Linked DNA regions of Mus musculus: all the other regions are linked to region 2. A link is a contact called in public HiChIP or PLAC-seq and promoter capture Hi-C data. All regions are on one chromosome and are shown on one strand. The core of a region is the stretch at or near the end of the contact, and the rest is flanking DNA. Distances in the headings are between cores, read along the strand shown. Region 1 overlaps Arid3b (AT rich interactive domain 3B (BRIGHT-like)). Region 2 has its middle 12 kb from the start of Cyp11a1. Region 3 holds the start of Islr2 (immunoglobulin superfamily containing leucine-rich repeat 2).

Region 1 (4,181 bases), core at 1,058-3,557, 190 kb before region 2:
CACACACACACACACACAAGCCCCACCACCACCACACACACACACACACACACAGACACACACACACACACAAGGTGGGCTGGACCATGTGGCTTTCTCTTTTGGGAAACAAAACTACGATGATAAATTTAATTCAGTCCAGAGGTCCTGGAGAACACACACACACACACACACACACACACACACACAAGGTGGGCTGGACCATGTGGCTTTCTCTTTTGGGAAACAAAACTACGATGATAAATTTCATTCAGTCCAGAGGTCCTGGAGAACCCACCAGGTAAAGCAAGCTGCGGAGGAAAAGCTTTCTAAAACAAAAGTGGTCCCCACCCTACCAAGCGGGTCACACCAAGAGTCAGAAAAACAAGATGTCATGCATACATATAGTAAGGCTAAAATACCCAAACACCAAGTGCTTGGGAGGTAGAAGGCTGAAGTTTGAGTGGCCTGGAGGAATATGGGCTGAGGGGAGATTTATAGTTCAAATGAGCATGGGGTGGGGGTAAACAAGGCGTGTTTTGGCAGGAGGGTGTAAGTATGTCTAATGGCAGGAGGGTGTAAGTATGCCTAATGTTTAAAGTGGAAACAGGCTGTGAGATGCCTAGAATACCAGGAGGAAAACTTAAACTCTCAACTGCGAGCAGTGGGGAGGCAGCAGGCAATTTCTGAAATGAAAAGAAGACGAAACCAATATTCTGCATAGCTTTAACAAGCTACTTTTGTTGGAAAAATAATCTACACGTATGGATGTACAGGCAGACACCTAAGGGAGCCAGGGCTGTGGCCGTCTTGAACTTTGCAGGCGTTTTCCTGTTCCAGTCATTCACATACAAACTTCTGAGCGCCCAGGCTATACTAGACTGTCTAAGGTTCCGAGGGGAAGAAACAGAAGACAGATCAAAGCCTCCAGTTTAGTGAAGCTTAGTGGAGGGAGAGAAACAATTTTAAACAGCCTCTGTGCTAAGGATGTAGCTTAATGGTAGTGCTCACTCCTGGTTCAATTCCCAACACTGTGGGAGGAAACGAAACAAAATAAATTCCATTTATGTCTATGAGGTTTTAGAAAGATTGATTTTTAAAATTTTTATTTTATATATACAGGTATTTTGCCTATATGTATGTCTGTGTACCACATGCGTGTGTCCCTGGAGGCCACAAAAGATTGTCATATACCCTGGACCTGGTTGTTAGCTACCATGTGGGTGCTAGGAATCAAACTCTGGTCTATGGAAGAGCAGCCAGTGTTATTAACCGCCAAATCCATGGCTCTAGCCACTGTCTATGGTTTCCTTAAGCATTTTTTTTCCTACAGTAGCTCTTTTCCTTTTTTTTTTTTTGAAACAGGGTCTTAACAGTTATAGCCTGGCCTGGAATGTGCTATGTAGACCAAGCTGGCCTTGAATCCATAATAAAACATCTGTCTGTCTCTGCCTCCTAAGTGCTGGGTTTAAAGGCATGCACCTCCACATCCAGCCCTGCATTAATTCTTAAGTTATTTTAAAATACTTTTTATCTTATGAGTATGTGTGTGTTTGTGTATATGTGCCATGTGCATGCAGGAGCCCTAAGAGCTGAGAAGAGGGCAGCAGATCCCTGGAACTGGAGTTACAGTGGCACTAAGCCATGTGGGTGCTGGGAAGTCAGTGTTCTTAACCACAGACCCATTTCACTAGTCCCTACATTTACTTCTGACCTACTGCATATTCCCTGTCCCTCACCCTGGTAATGAAGACCAGTACTTAGGTAGCTCTGAAGGGACAGAGCAGCCTACCATAGAGCAACTCCTTTATAGCAGCTAGTCTCTCAGGCAAAACAATAGTCCGACTCTTCACTTATTAAATATCCTTTTAATGCCCCCAGTGGTGATTTATAGTGCCAATATAATGTCTGTATAAATAATGATGGGTAGGAGGCTTTGCCCACTGAGAACCTGGGCGGGGTGGGGGCTGGGCAGCAGAACCAGGGAGAATGGCTCTCCTAAAGAACAGGCAGCTCAGAGCATCAGCTGGATTGGGCGAGGGAATGAAAGAGAGGATGACTGAATTCTCACGGGAGAGAAGTATGCTCTTGTGCAAACAGAGAGGAAACCAGGCAGGGGATCAAGCAGGAAGCCTTTGAGCACTAATGAAAACAGAGCACTGTCTAGGGGATGGGGTGACAATACCCGTCCCACAGCTAGGAAGAAAGCCAGGTTAGAGAAGCAGAAGCCAGAGGCTTTAGTATTGCCGAGTGGGGAAGGTCTAATATTAGCAAATGCCTCCAGACCCAAGAAGGCTTGGCTTTTGTTTCCCCTTGGATTGGAGGTGGCAGGAATAACCCCAGCAGACCACGCCCCTAAGACCTCAGGAGCCAGCACTGCATTCCTCAGAGCCCTACCTCCCTGGAGCCGGAGCCTGACTTTAAAGCAGTTAAGTATCTAGGCTATTTTAGGATTACTCCTTGACCACCTGGAATATCTTATTAAAGCACAGCTCAGATGTCCGAAGCAATTTTAGTTCCCATCCCTCATTTCTCCTCAAGGCAAAAATTAACCCTTTCCCTAGGGTTAAGCACAGGGGTGAAGCTACCACTAACTCTCTACTAACTAACTCTTCTTTACGTTCTGACACCTGTAAGACATGTCGTTAAAGAGAGAGAGCAAGAGAAAGGGAAGGAAGAAAAGAAAGAAAAAAACTTTTCCTTAAACACCTTTATGCAAACTGGTAGCATGTGCACCTTGAGCATTCTCTGAAACAACAGAACGGCTATGCACTTCCTGTCTATTCGCCATAATCTGGAAGATATGGGCCCCAAAGGCAAGGACCTCGGCAAATTCCTAGGAACTGCCTCTCAAGGAGTCATTAGCAAAATCACCAGGCTTCAAAGCGCTCATCTTAAGCTCTTGGGAGCCAACGAATTGTTCTGAAATACACTCCTTATCTGAGTACTGAGGCTGAGTATGGCTGGGGTTTCCCTTCTACAATAAGCACACATAACTACTTTTGTCCAGATCCATGGCTCAGTATTATACGTGCCATATATGTGACAGCTTTACTGATGACCTGGCTGGTGGTGTGATGTTAAAAATCTATCTCCTGGGTCTTAGCATGAAGGAAAGAAAGCCACTCCTGGTCTCATCCCACTTTAACAGACTGCAGGAGAAGGTAAGGGGAAGGGTTACAGGGGACTCCTAAGGGGAGGGGGGAGCCCCAGGAAGTAAAACAGATACTGTTAGAAGCACACAGATAAGATCAGGATTACTGCTCTTAACTAAAGCACTCCAGCCCTGGGAGCACTGGAGTTAGAACTATCAGATGCTCACCTTCCGCTGTCAGGTAACTTCAGCAGGAACCAGAAAGAGCTTGCCCACCTCCTGAGCAACAGAGATCATTCAAACTCAGTGGTTTGGAAAAAGAGCCAAGTGACACTTTTTCTGATTAAGCAGCAGAAAGGGGGCAGGGTGAGGAAAAGAGACATGATTCTACATTTTCAATCTAGGCACAAAATCACATCACAGAATCAAGAGCACTGGCCAGAAATGAGGTGTTCTCATGAAACAAGGAGAAACGCCAAAATAGAAAGTACAGTTGGTGATGAGAAGACCCGATGCCAGGCAGTGACTCTGTGGAACCCAGCACTCTAGCCCTTCCCAACCTCCCAGCTGTTTCTTGGGCTTCCAAGAGCCTGTGAGGACAACTAGGATGTAAGAGGGAAAAGGCTGAGAGATTAGGAGACTGGCCAGCCGCTGCTGTGCACGGCTCTTACGTCACAATTTAAACGTATGGGAAGCAAACATTTAAGAAAAAACCTACCACGCGTCAGCTTATAAATGTTTTTTAAAAACTGCTCTTGTTTGTTTGTTGTTTGTTTTGTCGGGTTCTTGTGTAGCGAGTGGGCCAGAACTTTCTAACTTCCTGTTTCGAACTCCCAAATGCTGGGATGGCACACATGAGCTACCAGGCCCAGGCTAACATTTCACTTCACTATTTACTTACATGTGTGTCTGTATAGATATGTGTGGTATATGTGGGTACCGTGCAGGTACTCACAGAGGGTGTCAGATCCAGAAGCTGGAGTTAAGGGGGCTGTGAGCCACCCAACACAGTGGGGTTTGGGGTGGGAGTGGGGAGATAGTACTTCCAAGAGCAGCAAGTGCTCTTAACCACCGAGCCATCTCTCTAGCCCCTCAGGTTTACTTTTTA
Region 2 (4,041 bases), core at 1,078-3,577:
TGGGCAGGAAGGCAGTGCTTCATTCCTTTCTCAGGAAATGCTCTCTACCCTCCAGGGGCCACAGGACAGTCTGTCTTAGTTTGCTTCCTACTGACGTGATGAACACCATGACCAAAAGCAACTTGGGGAAGAACGCATTTATTATACTGTTTTAGTTAAGGTTTCTATTCCTGCACCAACATCATGACCAAGAAGCAAGTTGGGGAGGAAAGGGTTTATTCAGCTTACACTTTCCACATTGCTGTTCATCACCAAAGGAAGTCAAGACTGGAACTTAAGAAGGTCAGGAAGCAGGAGCTGATGCAGGGCCATGGAAGGATGTTCCTTACTGGCTTGCTTCCCCTGGCTTGCTTAGCTTGCTTTCTTATGGAACCCAAGACTACCAGCCCGGAGATGGCACCAACCCACAATGGGCCCTCCCCCCTTGATCACTAATTGAGAAAATACCCCACAGCTGGATCTCATGAAGGCATTTCCCAACTGAAGCTCCTTTCTCTGTGATAACTTCAGCCTGTGTCAAGTTGACACACAAAACCAACCAGTACATATACTTACAGGTTAGAGTCCGTCATGGAGTGAAGTCAGGGATGGAGCTCAAGGCAAGAACCTGGAGGCAGGACCTGAGGAGGCCTTGGAGGAAGGCTGTTTATGGGCTTGCTCCCCAAGACTGGCTCATCGTGCTTTTTATTCAAATTAGAACCACCTGCCCAGGGGTGGCACTGCCCATGGTGGACTGGGTCCTCCTTTAGCAATCATTAATCAAGAAAATGTCACCATAGACATATCCGCAAGTCAACGTGATGGAGGAAATTCCTTAATTGACCTTCCCTATTCCCAAGTGACTCAGTGTGTGCCAAACTGGCAGGAGCTAATAGGCACACCTTCCCAAGGTGAAGCAAAAGGAAGAGAACAAGCAGAGGAGAGAGACGGAAGTAGCTAGATAGAGAGATTGGATATAGATAGACAGACAGGGAAGCAAAAGGGACTGAGTGTGACCGGCTGGGGAGATGGCTCATCGGGTAAGCAAGCATAGGGACCCGAGTTCAAATCCCCAGCACCTACGTAAAAAGGAACAAGGCAGGCATGGTGGTATACATCTATAACCCAAGTGTGGAGGGGTGAAAACCTGCAGCGGCTTGGTGGCCAATCCAAAACAGCCAGTTGCAGGTTCATTGAGAGAGCCTGCCTCAAAACAAACAAACCAAACTGGAGATGCATTTGAAGAATACATCTGGATGTTAGCCTCTGCTCTCCACATGTGCCTGCATAGGTAGACATACCTGCATACACGTGTATATAAACATACTACACACACACACACACACACACACACAGAGAGAGAGAGAGAGAGAGAGAGAGAGAGAGAGAGAGAGAGAGAGAGAGACTGAGTGGTAATAATGATATAAAGGGTTAAGTAGTCACACCCTGATTAGTAAAGCCATGCATCTCCAAGGCTGGTTTCTTGTCAAACATCTATGGGGGGTGTTGCAGGGTGGGGTGGGGAGGGGAGCTGATGTGTGACTTAGTGAAAAAAAATGCCTGGAGCTGGACCCATGAAAGCAAACACATTTGCCCCCTAAGATTTATTTTATCTTTAATTATGTGTGTTGTATGAGTGGGTTGTGTCCGTGAGTGCAGGTGCTCAGGAAGGCCAGAAGAAGGCACTGGATCCCCTGGAGCTGGAGTTGTGAGCTGCTGGGCATGGGTGCTGGGCACAGAACTCTGGCTCTCTGTAAGAGCAGGCTGCACTCTTAACCACTGAGGCCCCTTTCCAGTCCTGGGACACACAGCTTTCACCGTGGTGTCCAAACATTAACCCCAAACCACAGTGGACAGCCTTTAGCTCAGTGAGGTTACTTGTGCGATGTTGAGAATTTGAGGCCTTCCCAAACACTCTATTGTCCTGGTAAGTGTTCGTCACAACCTTGACAGGCAGGTTGTGATTATTTCCATTTTTTGGAGATGAAAGCCTTCATTCTCACTTGGCTCCAAGTGAGTTCCCCAAGTCCACACAATTACTCAGTGGTCGAACTAAGACTTGAACCCAAGTCCATCTGGTCCCAATGCCCCCTATGTGATTATGTCTGCAGTCTGCTCGGCACTTTTATACATTGGAAGGACACCCTTTTCTTTTCCTTATAGTGTTCCCAAGGCTCCATCAGCCACAGGGTTCTGTCTGGCCCTGACTGCAGGGTCTGTGCTTGCCTGCAATAGTCAGGTGCCAGAATCCTGTCCACTGTGATTGGACAAAAACTGGCCAATCAGTTCTTCAGGGAGATCATGGACAAGAGAGAGGGTGGCCCTTCTCTGTCTTTGCTGCAGGAGTTTCCAGGACCTTGGGGTCAGGTAAATCCCTGGCCTTCTTCCTGGCTGTGCACAGTTGACTGCAGGAGACAGCAGCCAACACAAAAGAAAGAATGGGAGGTGGGGGGCCAGCGACTTCCTCTGGCATGCTAGCTCCTGACCTTGAACTTTTCAAATTCATTTTATGTATATGGTATTTTTGTTTTAACCAGTTTCAGCTGGATTTCTGCCAAGTGCCCCACAAAGAATTCTGACACAAATCTATGATTTAAAAGAGTTATAAAACAGGAGCTCCACCCCGGCAGAAAGGGGAAGGCAGGCACTGGGAGTAGTGAAAGGAGCCTAGGTAGAGTTGAGCCAGGGGTGCAGCTAGGTCTCTGCGAGCCACGGGATAAGAATGAGAGTCCTGATAGTGACAAATGGGGCTCCATATAGATTCCCCCACCCCCCACCCCGCGCTTCTATCTCTGGCTTCATTTTCTCCATCAGCTTCCTACCCAAGAGCAAGAGCTTAAGAAATTTCTGAAAGGGGTGCCAGCGATGGAGCTCAGTTGGGAGAGTGCTTGCCTAGCATGCATACAGCCCTGAGTTCCATCCCCAGCGCTGAATAAACCAGTCAGTCCTGACCCTCGGGTGGTAGCAGAGAGGATCAGGAGTTGAAGGTCATCCTTGGGTGCACAAGTTCAAAACTAGTCTGGGATGGAGGCCCTGCCACAAAACCAAAGCCAACGTTCTGGAAGGACCCATGACTGACCCAGCCATGCCTTTTCACATGCAATTACAGTAGTCCCCTCTTGGGAGGAGAGTAACGTGGGCCTCACTTTTGTGATATTGGAGTCTCTCTATAGAAGTGGCGCCTCACAAGAGAGAAGGACCAACAGAATGTCTACCACAGAAATGAAAAGGTTACCTACTCAGCCGCTGGGATACTTGCTGGGGACCCCTGGCTTCCAGATAGGTTTCTGTCCCCATATGTTCTGGAGTGCTAGAATGGTAGCCCAAACGCTGGACTGTCCGATCATCAGCTTAATTCTGGTGAATCGGCATGAGGTCAAGCACGTGCTCTTTGCTTCCAGCCTTTCCTAACTTACTGAAGCCCAGCAGTCTACCTGGCGCACCAGCACCAGGTAGACTCTTAGAGTCACCACTCTTTCTTGGCTCTGCGTAGCTAGGTGGTGTCACGTGGTTAAGTTGTGGCCAATGAGATGCCTGATCTTGTGTGAGGGCTTCAGAACAGGTAGCTAGAGGTGTGGGAAGGGTCCCTTTTGCCTTCTTCATCTTCCTTCCCTCCCCCCTCTCCCCCAGTCCCCTCTCCTATCCTCCCTTCCCCCTCCCTCTTTTCCTTCCTCCCCCCCCCCCCCCGCCCCAACCCCACTCTTCTCATTTTGTAGTAGCCCAGGCTGACCCTTTTTATAGCTTTCTCTTCTTTCTGGTCAATAGCATAGAGATGGATCAGGAAGCATTGTGGATTGTGGGATGGCCTTGGAGATGCAGACAGTGTTGCAAGCCGGATGATGGCGGCTGGGCTTTGGGGACTCACCACCAGCTCTGGGTTGCCTTGGGACTTCTTTTATGCAAGAGGCAGTATACTTCAATCTTCTGTAAGCTTGGGACTTGGATTTTCTCTTTATCTATTCAAATCTTATCCCAACCAATAAAACTACTTTCTTAATAGTCCCGTCGGTGTGTGTGTGTGTGTGTGTGTGTGTGTGTGTCAATTTTTCCATAAATAGAGAA
Region 3 (4,673 bases), core at 600-3,099, 200 kb after region 2:
GCATCCCACTACAAGGCAGCGAGACTCTGTTAGGAGGTTCACAATGAGTTATATAGACACAAAAATACGGGCAACCCAAACATCTACACAATATACCCTGGGGACCTCATTGTTCTCCCAACTCAATGCAGCTTTACCACAGTGTTCTCCACCAGGAAGCAAAGCACTTTCCTGTGTACAGTGAGAAGGGACAGGCACAGGGACACAAGTCCTCATGTGAACCAGCCACACTCAGAGACATAGGTGCCACACTGCCCTACTCTGAGACCGAACCCCTAGCCGATGCAACATGGAGAACTTGTGAGGTGTGGTGTGGGGGATCTAGGCAGCCTCCACCCACTTTGCCTTCTCACCTCCCTGCCCTGGGCTGCAGCTCCCCTCAGGAAGTCACAACTGCTCAACCATGCTTTCCTCTGAGAAGAAAATCCTACCCCCTGACTAGAGCAGGCATGTTGTGGAAACAGTCAATAAAGCTTCCTCTTTGGATTCACAGAGCCCAGGCGAATCCCTCTGCCCACAGGTTTTTAGGGAACAGTCTCTAGCTAATAAGCCTGGAGACAGTCCAAGGTTCTATACTTCCCTCTAGAGCCTTAAGACGCCTGAGTGCATCCCCTGTCTCTAGACATACAAATATATTAACACAGACTCCCTGCCCCAACTTGAGGGTCCTGTCAGTCTTGGAAGACCCTCTCCTACACCCTGTCTCTGAGATTAGCGGGTCCCTTCTTGCTTTTGCTCCTAAAGGAGGCACCTCCCTTCCCTGTTCCTCCCAGACAGCCACCCAACCCTGACTAGGCTGGATCGACCCTGTGGACTGAGGTTGTGGGGCCCTTCCACTGCTTACCTGCTGCTCTCTGACTTGCAGTGTGATGCTGTGGGGCTGCGAGCCGGTCTCCAGACTCAGGTGACAGTCTAAGGGAGCTTCTGGCATCTGTTGCTGTGGCGGTGGGGAGAAAGGGGGAGTGCATTGAAAGAACTCCCCTTGGCCCCAAAGTCCTACTTCAATTTTTTTCTTTCCTTATCTGTTCGCCCTACTTCTCCAGGATTGCAGGTTTGAGAGCGGTCGCGCGCCCCCGTGCTCGGCGGGAACGCGCACAGTCTCCCACCTCGTGCTGCGTTTACATTTGTTAAAGCCATAGAGATCCTCTACTCACCTCAGGCTGAGACCTGTCGGTCTCAAGGGGCTCCATACGCCCATAGCCCAAGGCTCCGCCCTTTCCAGCCCACCGTACCCCTAGCACCCATTTTCTACTTCTCCCCACATTTACACATTCGATGACATTGTCACTATTCCTCCTTATGTCTCCAAACCCCTCCCCAACACACACACACACACACACACACACACACACACATCTTCACATGACTTTCACAGGTTAGAACTACTCGTCAACATGTAATAATCGCGTCAACGCGCTAAGTTCTCCCTACTTTCACACACATTTTCACAAGCACACCTTCACTCAAACACTCACCGTTCTCTTTTGCGCGCACACAAATATCCACGCTCACTCACCCTCACGCGCCCGTCCCGCCAGCGCCCGCGAGCTTCGCTTCTAATTGAATGCGAGCCGTTCTACGCCCCGCAACACGTGAGACAAACCATCTTTGAGGAATTTGGGAGAAAGAAAAGCATAGGACTGGAGGGGCGTGTCTTTGCCTTTAAACACTTTTTTCCCCCCTCTCCAAAGCAAGCAGTGGCGCAGAAAGACCTCCAGTGGGACCTGCTGAACTGCGCTGCCTGGCTCTCCCGGACCCTTTTCCTCCTGCCGCCTGCTAGCCTCCCCCTCCCCGAAGCTTCGTTCAACACGATGCATAATTGATAGTGTTAGCAGAACGCCTCACCCTCTCTGTCATATTTTGCCTGGATCTGGGCAGATACAAATCCTGGTTCCCCTCCACCCCCAATCACCGCCAGACTAATTCGCCAGATTAGTAGGCGCAGCCCTGCAGGGTGCGCGGAGAGGAGACGCCCACCTCCCCAGCCCATCGCAGACCCTGCTCAGCCTCTTGAGCCTGAACTCCACGCTCAGGTCTTTTGTGGCAAAACCAGCGCGTGCACTCCACTGCCCGTGGGCTACCTAGTGCTCACAGTGGAGTGGGTGTCTTCTGAGCTCCTAAAACATTAGGTTGAACTCACCCAAGTGTCTCACTCTGCCCTTGCTTGCTGCGGGCTAACAGGACACCAAGGTTGCCCACTAATAGTGGCTACAGGGACCAGGATAGTTACAAAAACCGTTTGCTCCTCTTGAGTGCTGTGGACTAGGGACTTACAACCCCTGAGCATTTCCTGCACCACCACCCCGCTCCTCAGTATCCTCTCAGCATCTCTAGCAAGCTGGCCATCAACCCCTGCATGCTCGCACCCCCCCCACACACACACACACTGTGAAAGCCTAGGCAGCAGCCACCGCCCTGCCATCTCACACCCTCATGTAACAGCTGGCCTCAGCAGACTCGGGACTCGCTGTTCTCTTTGGCAAACCCTGGACATTTCTTTTAGCGATGAGCAGGAGAATTTCAAGGGATGTCTAGGGATTTGACTAAAATGCATCATCTCACTCCCCCGCCTATGGCATCCCAGGAGACAGAGCTGCTAGCCAGAACTGGTAAGGGGGCATAGATTTTGAGAGATGTGTAGAGAGTCCCCTCCTTCTCTTTCATATACACTGTAATACTGGGGTGCTGGGGTCTCCCAGCCCTCATCAGAGTCAGTCTTCTGTCTTGGTTGGATGGCAGTGTGTTTGGGGCCTCTGCAGAGATCAATACCCCGATTTGAGTGTTAAGCATTTTAATGAGCTAGGGAGGGGGGCGCAGAGAGATGCAGGAAGAACGCTGCATCTAAAGGGACCACCCGGCAGGGTTTCTGAGGCTCCTTTGTAAATTAAATATGAACACACTGGTGTGTGCTCACTTTGGTCCCTCCCTCTTTCCTACTCCTGGCTACGGGCTGATGGGACCCCCACAAACTCAGCCAAGTTCGGAATCTAGAACTTCACACCTGCTCGGGCCTGGAAACCCCACAGACCGAACCAGGAGAGGGTGCTTGAGCGATCCAGGGAAGATGTCTTTGAGAAGGGAGAGGAGATGAGAACTCTGACTCCTCCCTGCCTGGAATCCTGTACGTCTGAGGCCGTCCAGCACAAGGCTCTAACCTGGGACAAGGCCTCAGAGATTTGGAATAGCCGCCCGATACCGACTTCTTTGTCTGCAAAGTAAGAGGAATGTCTGTCGTATTGTTCATGTTCTAGCAACCTTGAGGGGGTGGGGGGTGCCTCGCACCAGAAGAGGGTGTGGCAGCAGAGGGACGTTCTGCTGTTCTTAGTGTTCTGGGATGGAGAATCCTGAGGACTTTCCTGGTGGGGGAGAGAAAGACGCAAGGCGTGGGCGTTCCTCCGCCAGTGAACATCCACTCATCCGATTTTTACTTCTAGTCAGCTCTCTTTTTTTGAGTTTGGAGGGACGCAAGCCTGCAGAGGGATAACTTAGGAGGAGCGAAGGGCCGAGGGCTGGAAGGAAGAATGGGCTCATGAGCTCTCTCGATCGCACGGACGTGCAGGAGTGTCTGGGGTAAGCTCTCCCAACTCTGGCTTTCTTCCCTAAAGAGGTTGAAACCAGGGGACTCCCTGTAGAGAGGGCGGTTCCAGCGTCTACAGAATAGTTTAAGGGCGTGGCGACCACGCTGGCTGGGGTACTGATTCCCGTGGAACCCAGCTTCCCACCCACTCTCCCGAAAAATGCTTCTGTTGCCCGAATTTGCACCAGGGAGAAGACATCCCTTACCCCGTCTTCAACCCTGCAGAACCCAGTGCCGGTCCAGACAAGGCCAGCCGGAGTCGCCGCTAGCAGCGTCCGCAGGGTCTTGGGTAGGAGCTGCAATTCCTGATTCAACCACTGAGCTCTGCTAGAAGACGGCAGGCAGAGCCCTGGCGCCGCCCAGAATTGCCGTCGATTGCTTTTACGGTTAATAATACCTAGGGAAGGAGAGACGGCATAGAAACACTTCCCACCTCCCACCCCTGCCCTACGTCTTTGATCTTAAAGGAACAAGTATTTAATCAGGCGAGTGCAGTAAAGGGGGGGGGGGGGAATGAGCGACAGAAAAGTTGTCAAGCTGGAAAACAGAGGGCTTCCGATTCAGAATCTGTTCAGTTCAGGGACAAGCTTTTTACCAAGCTGCAGTCCTGACTCCAGACAGACGCAGAGACCAAGAGCTAACGCCCCTAGACTTCTTTGTGGATTGACCTCCACAAACTTCAACCTTTGAGGTCCCAGGTTGTCCAAGTGGTGGGATCGCTGAAACCGAAGGCTCCTCGGACTTGCTCCCCGGGCTAGGTCCGCGGAGATCTGGAGTTCAACCCTGGTACCCGCGCTCCCCCTGCTGGATACTGCCTGAACTGTGCAGAAACAAGGCCTTGACCTTGAAGGGATGGCACGAGCAGGCCTGGGCACCAAAGAGCCCTGCCTGTGGCTTTGCAGTGCTGTTGGGAAATGCTATCGCCGGGGCATGCTTGACCAAAATCCTCGAGTTTTCTCTAGGTATACCCAGTCTGTGCCTCCATGAAAACACAATCGGCCCTCCTTACTCTAACAGGTTTGGCCAGTTCGTGGCCCACTGGGTTCCCAGTGCCCAGAATCCAACAGTGCACCATTCTCCTGCGAGTTAATTGGTG

The links. Promoter capture Hi-C pulls out the DNA fragments that hold promoters and counts their contacts. HiChIP or PLAC-seq counts read pairs in DNA pulled down with a chosen protein or histone mark.
Region 1: a contact with region 2 is called in an H3K27ac HiChIP or PLAC-seq map of embryonic stem cells, with 5 read pairs. The contact joins two enhancer-like sites. A contact is called at or near these places in 2 of 39 promoter capture datasets (frontonasal cranial neural crest and neural stem cells), 11 of 115 datasets of contacts at active chromatin or transcription factors (CD8 T cells, T-cell acute lymphoblastic leukemia, embryonic basal ganglia and 3 more) and 4 of 9 other capture datasets (adipose tissue, embryonic tail, liver and 1 more).
Region 3: a promoter capture Hi-C map of embryonic stem cells shows a contact between it and region 2, with 5 times the contacts expected there. The contact joins the promoter of Islr2 here to the enhancer-like site in region 2. A contact is called at or near these places in 17 of 39 promoter capture datasets (the 3T3-L1 cell line, the C10 cell line, the HPC-7 cell line and 9 more), 2 of 15 datasets of contacts at CTCF or cohesin (the NIH/3T3 cell line and embryonic stem cells), 18 of 484 Hi-C or Micro-C datasets (the G1E-ER4 cell line, the N1E-115 cell line, Sertoli cells and 5 more), 19 of 115 datasets of contacts at active chromatin or transcription factors (bone marrow-derived macrophages, craniofacial prominence, embryonic basal ganglia and 9 more) and 3 of 9 other capture datasets (adipose tissue, liver and pancreatic islet).

The regions. Positions count from the first base shown.
Region 1 is chr9:57,815,239-57,819,419 of GRCm38.p6, forward strand. All of the region lies in intron 2 of Arid3b (AT rich interactive domain 3B (BRIGHT-like)), which reads right to left. Among named protein-coding and RNA genes, the nearest start is that of Arid3b, 19 kb to the right of the region's middle. Within about 2 kb of position 2,308, at least 77 of the 459 cell types and tissues checked have an H3K27ac peak or open chromatin away from gene starts, as enhancers often do. A contact at or near this core is called in embryonic stem cells, where this site is marked.
Region 2 is chr9:58,001,039-58,005,079 of GRCm38.p6, forward strand. It overlaps a transcript of Cyp11a1 not described here. Among named protein-coding and RNA genes, the nearest start is that of Cyp11a1, 12 kb to the right of the region's middle. Within about 2 kb of position 2,328, at least 6 of the 459 cell types and tissues checked have an H3K27ac peak or open chromatin away from gene starts, as enhancers often do. A contact at or near this core is called in differentiating embryonic stem cells and embryonic stem cells, where this site is marked.
Region 3 is chr9:58,200,436-58,205,108 of GRCm38.p6, forward strand. It overlaps Islr2 (immunoglobulin superfamily containing leucine-rich repeat 2), which reads right to left and starts at 1,850. Exons shown (of 3, transcript NM_177193.5): 1 at 1,517-1,850; 2 at 845-937. It also overlaps the pseudogene 1600029O15Rik.